2 separate regions of the Danio rerio genome follow, and region 1 is linked to region 2. The links are chromatin contacts, called in public Hi-C maps. All regions are on one chromosome and are shown on one strand. Each heading gives the region's core, a stretch centred on a gene start, on an enhancer-like site or on the middle of the called end of the contact. The rest is flanking DNA. Distances are from core to core; before and after follow the strand shown. Region 1 overlaps pard3bb (par-3 family cell polarity regulator beta b). Region 2 holds the start of nrp2b (neuropilin 2b).

The links. Hi-C and Micro-C count contacts between places; a contact is called where the count stands out from the background.
Region 1: a contact with region 2 is called in a Hi-C map of an unstated tissue, with 3 times the contacts expected there. The contact joins the enhancer-like site here to the promoter of nrp2b in region 2. A contact is called at or near these places in 1 of 18 Hi-C or Micro-C datasets (an unstated tissue) and 2 of 4 datasets of contacts at active chromatin or transcription factors (embryo and gastrula embryo).

Annotation. Positions count from the first base shown.
Region 1 is chr9:14,873,912-14,877,190 of GRCz12tu, reverse strand. All of the region lies in intron 21 of pard3bb (par-3 family cell polarity regulator beta b), which reads left to right. All of the region lies in intron 1 of LOC141376089 (a long non-coding RNA gene), which reads left to right. Among named protein-coding and RNA genes, the nearest start is that of nrp2b, 190 kb to the right of the region's middle. Within about 2 kb of position 1,615, at least 7 of the 62 cell types and tissues checked have an H3K27ac peak or open chromatin away from gene starts, as enhancers often do.
Region 2 is chr9:14,683,988-14,687,498 of GRCz12tu, reverse strand. nrp2b (neuropilin 2b) reads left to right here and starts at 1,582. Exons shown (of 17, transcript NM_212966.1): 1 at 1,582-2,233. The coding sequence starts at 2,164.

The DNA of each region.
Region 1 (3,279 bases), core at 366-2,865, 190 kb before region 2:
ACAGTAGATAATTGCCGTCTAATTTCATTGTTATGAGGATTGCATCCGCCCCACCTTCAGGCTCAACCCCGTCAAGCATTGATGCTCACAAATGGGGCGTAAATGAAAGCAACATCGACACAAGAAGATTGCATACCGTGCTATATACTGTAAATAAACATGATGTGACTCAAATGGGAAATTACAAAGCACATTTTCTTTGGATACTTTCAGATTTGCGTTTGATGCTTTCTCATCTACTGTTGTTTCTTACTGTTATCATTGTGTGTTTATTTTGTTATGAAGGAAAGCATGCTGCACATATTAATCCTTAAAGTACATCTCATTTACAATGCATCTTACATACTTTGATCTGTTTTTTTTCCACTAAGTAAAAAGAAAAATAAGATCTTTCCCACCAGAATATCAGAGCATTCAGTGCTTAGAATTCACCATCCATTAGCAGAAAGTTAATTTTGCGCCTTACATTCACACCACTTTTACCTTTCCCTCAATCTGAGCAGATAATTGCCTCAGTATATCTCTATACATGCTCATTTCTGCAATACAGACTGGTAGAAACTTCCACCAAATGCATTGCTGCTTTTCTTTATTAGGATTGGGACAAACCGCCGTAATTTGTTTTCACTCAGAACACATAGTAATTCCCTTTGTGCCAGATCAATAGTTATACCTCTCAAATTCAAATGAGCTAACGTCTGTTTTTGTAAGAGCTGCGGCGAACAATGAAGCATCGCCGGCTGTGGGATTAGAGAGGCAGATCGAATTAAACTAACTCCAAACAGCAATCACCCAATCTAACGAGCCTGCTCATTAAGGTCGACACTGCATTTATTCGTTTGCTCGTCTGTGCTTATTTATCTATTTATTCAGTGCTAATTATTCAGCCGCTGAAGGAAACAAACACTCGCTGCGTCAAAGCAAAACAAAGTTATCAGTCGACGTTTTTTTTTTCTTTGCACGGTGAAATGGTTTGGAAATGATCTTGGAAATGATGACAATCGCCTGAAGGTAGACATTCTCCATATCCTGCGACTTTACACGCACCGTTGGAGAGACGTTCACAGAAGTTTCCACACCCTGTTCTGTGACTGTGATGTAGTCTAGACCTTGGATATAAATAATACTCCTCATGACAGACAAATTATGTCTGCCTATTGTTGCAGCTGCCTCTCGTCTGCGTTCAGATGGAGCCCTTTTATGGACATTTCTGTACATATCACACTCGATCGACCCGCACGGATGTTCCCCAGTAAACACAGAGAATTGAAAAAGACATTTGGTTCAGGATTAGTTTAGTTGGGCTTTTCCAAAAACTAGAACTGTTCAGCTCTTTCCAATGCAAGCCAATCGGTTTCACACAATCCTGCTTTCCAGTAAATGTTTTAGCTTTTTGTCTGCCAGAGGATCCTGCGGTTGAAGTCATGTTTTTTTTTTTTTTTTTACATATGTGTGTGTTTTTATGTGTTAAGTTTCAAAATTTCTTGGTTTTAGACTGTCCTGTGAGTGTGTTTCAAGACTACAGTAGGGTTGATATGGAGTGTGTGTGTGTGTGTGTGTGTGTGTGTGTAGACATTGATTGATGACTGCTCGACCACTCTATGGATTTCTGTGCTGACTCAGTGACTGCATTGCTCAAGCATGACTGCGGTATAGTCTTGGTGACCACAAGTTCACTTGTGAGGACTACTGACGTTCAGATGAAATTAGGTTTTGGCTTTTTTAATACTGGTATCAAAAAATGGATCAGCTCCAAAAAAACAGAGCTGCTGCCTTATGAAAAAGAATTATATTTTTTTATTAACAGATACAATGGGAAAGTAGACTAGTATGTTGCTAAGCTAATGGTATGCCACATCCAAATCACACACTTGTAGAGTGTATTTATTCTATTTACTCACCAATCCACTTATGCCTTTTTGTGTGGCCTAATGTTTAGAGAGCTGGACTTGAAATTGAAGGGTTGCAGGTTCGATTCCTGGTACTGGCAGGAATTGAAAATGGGGGAAGTGAATAAACCACACTTGGATGGGTTTAAAGCAGAGGATCAGTTTCATGTATAGGTAAACATACTTGACAATACACACTTTGCGTCTAAAAGTATGCTTTATATACAGTTTGGGTGAAATGTAACTAGGCAATAATTATTGCATAAAGAGCTTTTAAAATCACTGAAGTCATGGTAAAAGCAGTTTCTAAATAGACAGTAGTAAGTATTTTGTAATTCTTGTATCTATAGTCCAGCAACCAAGAAAGGCAGTGTTATGGTGCGTTCATACCAGACGCGGATGAAGCACACAGCACGAGTGATTTACATATTAAGTCAAAGCAAAGAAGTAAACAGACATCCTGCATAGCGATCCTGCAAATCACTCGAGTTGGAAAAAACCAACTCAGTTAACCAATCAGAAGCTCGCTACTGTAGGGGCATGATTATGACGTAGTACTTGTTGTTGGTGTCCCGAGGGGAGTTCCTCTTGTCGACGCTGGAAACAGCTCATAAAACTGGGCTCTGCTCAATCTGAACCACCGCTGAAAGCTTTCATCCTCCAGATAAGGCTTCTGGAGAAGTCAATGAACTCACAGAGCTGGGTGCACCTCTGAAAGAATCAAGTGGACCCTGAAACAGCGCCGAACAAATATACACTGTTTTTCAGCCTTCCTAAAGCACATAAACACAACTACTCTCTCAATAAAATCCATGTTAGCCATTTAGCATCAAAGCGAGATGCCCGCCCATGATGCGAATCCGCATCTAATGTAAAGTGAATTTCACATGTGAATGAAGCTAATTTGTGCAGATGAAGTGAGTAAACTATGTGCAAATAGCATGATTTATTTGCAAGTGTCATGTGTGGTGTGAACACAACATCAGATATATAGACTGTAAGTGTGTATGTATTACCATTTTTACTTAGATATATTTATTAATTATTTTACAGACATTAATTTTATGTTAAGTATGAAGCACAACACAATGCAGTCAACATTCCAAGTCAGAGGTGTCCAAACTCAGTCCTGGAGGGTCAGTGTCCTGCATAGTTTATCTCCAACTTGCTTTAACACCTGCCAGGAAGTTTTCTTGTATATCTAGTAAGAACTTGATTAGCTCCAGGACACCGGCCCTACAGGACAGAGTTTAGACACCCCTGTTCCAAGTAAATAACTTATCAAATAATGTAGAAATTAATTATTTAGCATTGATTATCAATAATAATAAGAATAAATGTTGCTTCAGATATACATCATACTATTACTATCTTCTTATTAATACTTTTT
Region 2 (3,511 bases), core at 333-2,832:
TCTCATTTTTATATTTCTCAGCACAGGGGGTCTAAATTAAAGGATCCTGGATGAGCCAAAGGGACATTTCTCTCCCCAAGATCTGTTTTCTCTTCTCCTTTTTCTCAGTGACCCACACATCCTACCACAAACTTCTCCTTTTTTGTTCTTGTTAACTGTGTGTGTGTGTGTGTTTATTTTCAACAGTGCATCAGTCAGAAGGAAAGAAAAACAGATGTTTTTAGTTTCTGTCAAACATCTGTCGTCATGGAACGTTTACCATTGGATTGTTCGGTTTCTTGTATTTTTACACAGAGTTTGACCCCCGTACCCTTGTTGATCTTTCCTTGGCTTTCTGTCAGAAACATTTGCATTAATTCAACCTCAGCCACACATTACCATGCACAACGCCTTACCTAATGTATGGCTCAACTCAGCTTTTTTACTTTTCTTCTTAAAGTCAACTGGAGGGCATCAAAACTGCTAGCTCTCTAACATCAATCATGGATCACATGGTCAAACTTAATGGCAGCTTATGCATAATTATCATAATTACAACAGTTTCAGTCTGTTGTTCCCCCTATGTGGTTCAGTGATATAGCATTTTTTCCGGTTTATTCTACAATAGTTTTTTTGTTTTCTGAAACATTTCATTTGCTGTCAAGATCAGTGTTTTTGTTCTTTTCAAACAGATTAACCTTATAAAAACTTTTTTTTTTCATTCATATGATTACATAATTACTTAAGTTACGTAGTTAAAAGTGTATAAAAGTATTTTATTTTACTTAGATGCACAGGGATTATTTGTTTTGATTTTTTTTAGTGCCTTAACTTAATACTTTTTATTTCAATCAATGCAATCAAAGAATATCACCAATATGTTGGTGAAACATAAAATTATATCATTAGGTTATAATTTAATTTTATTATGTCGTCAAGCAGTTTTGACATGTTTATCCTGCAATACTTTGTTTTTGTTTTCTGAAAAGTTTCTTAAGATTTTTAAAGAGTTTTGGTATAGTTGGGCAATTGATAAGTTCCCAAATCTAATTAATTGTTTATTGATATTTCTTTTATTTTTTCAAAAAGTAGTTTTGACCTAAACTTATTCTACAAAACCTTTTTTGTTTGTTTTCTGAAAAGTTTCTTAATATTTTAAAGGGTTTTGGAAAAGTTAGGCAATTAATAAGCTGCCAAATCTAAATAATTGTTAATTAATACTTCTTAATTTTTTTTCACAGTGCTGTGAATATTTGAAAACTTTGATCTAAAAAAGTCGCTTTGTTCATTAATGAGACGCTAAATATTTAAATGAGACTTTAAAAGGACTTTTTAAACCTCATTATTTGTCAGCGTGTAGCCTACATCGTCTACCACCTTGAAGAAACTCTCCAAACCACCTTGTGGTTTCGCACAGCCACGAGCGTTTGACGAGCCCGTGTGGCTGTGGGCGCTTGTGTTTCCCTCGCTCGCCTTTTTATAGCGTAACTGCGGGACTAGTGGCTGGTCTTTAATCAGAGACTGGAGAGGCGGGCCGAGGTGCTGACTGTAATGCGATAGCTGCGCCCGTCCTTAATGCTATTACATCCACATGCTGCTGCCGCGCAAGACTCAGCGCTCAAACGCAGAGACGCGCAGTGCCAAAGAGACAGCGCGCGGAGGATCTCTATCCCAAGACTTCAGTCACGGACCCACTGTACGGAAGACCACATCCGAGCTGCCTTTCTCTGATAGTGTTTCTCATATGCGAGTTATAGAGCGCTTGGTGGTGGATTCTGAGGCGACAAGATCGGGAAAACGCTCCATGTCACTTGGGTTGGAAGGCGAGAGAACGCGCGGCTCACCTCACTCCTCGTTCACTCGCGCGCCGCTGTAGCTCGAGGAAATCAAGCCAAAATATGTTTTCGCTCTGAACTCTGGCTTTTAAAGAGAAAGCGGTTTAGCCTTTTTTGTTTTGTTTGCGTTGCTTTTGTTTAGGATACAACCGGAGATGTTAAACAGCCTGGGTTGAATTTACGCATCCAGCATTTTGAAGCACACCGAGAAATCAAGCGGAAGATATTGTAATCGGACTCAAAGACACAAGTGGATACAACATCAGTGGAGAAGAACATTTACAAAGAACATCACAAGAACTTCAGCTTTTTCCTCTACGCGCGCTGGGTGAACATTCACCCAGGAAAGATGGATTTATTCGCAAAGCTCTGTGGATCTTTACTTGTCTTGTGTGCGGCATTAGTTTATGGACAGGAGGGTAAGTTCTTGTTTTTTTATATTTTCTCTTTTTTTAGTTGTATTTGTCAGTGCAGGTTCGAATTCACGCTTATGTTTTTACGTGACAATGTAGTAGGCATATAAGCTGTGTATTAAATTATTCATAATTATAGGCATTTATATTGAATTTTGACTAGGTATATTTTCGTACCTAACTGTCAGACAAAAAACGCCAAAATGTGCAACATTTAACATTTATTATTAACCCTGGCTGGAAAATGAGGAAGAAGTAAACTAGCAAACTGAAAGGACGAGCCTCTCGTATTCTAGTTCCAGTTTGTTTTAGTGTGATTTTGGTGAAAGCTCATCTCGTGCGCTGGCAGTCTCCTGCCCGCTGGAGGTGACGCGCGCTCGGCATGAGCACCCACAAACGCTACGCTTCATACTGTACTCCACTATGCTTTCCAAACACCAGTTTTGCATTTTAAATAACTATGTAATATGATTTCTTGTTTTGTTTTTAAGAATAGATTTTTTTCTTCAAAAACGCACATATGAACTCCTGAGTAAATTACGCAGTAGATTCCCTCCGCAATACGATTGGGGTCCAAAATTAAGCAACTTGTCACCTAAACCCTCAAACGTATGATATATATATATATATATATATATATATATATATATATATATATATATATATATATATATATATATATATATATATATACCTCCTAATCTACAAAGTCGTAACCCATCATTTACGGTGTTTTTCCAGTCATGGTGTTCTCGTGTCATGGTTACTTAGTCTTGACGACTGTATTTGTGCAGCCGCGGGCACATGAAGCACCTCCAGTGACTATCATGAAGAGGATCAGCGCAGATACAGAATGTAACAAACATTTTGGCCAATGGGCTATATAAATGGTACATACGTTTAAACATAAGCTATAAGTTGATATTTTCATATGTTAATGACCTGGTTTGACATTTTTGCACTAATTGCTGATGATTCTCATTTTGGAAGACAGATTTTCATGCTGAGAGTTTTACTAGCGGGATTTATTATACACTGTCTGACTGATAACTCAATTTTACCAAATATACACTGAGGCATCTATTAACAGAAACAAACTAAGTAACGGTCGCACATGTTCGCAGTTCTGGTGGGAAGCTACGTGTGGCTTTTATAAACGATTTTAAACTTGCGTAAAATAAGTTATTTTTCACGGATTCCCTGTGATTTCTTGTTTCAATTTTAAGAGAAAACTAATGCTAAACAGTTTCAAGGGGACTTTTAAAGGGCCTTTTTATTGTGGTG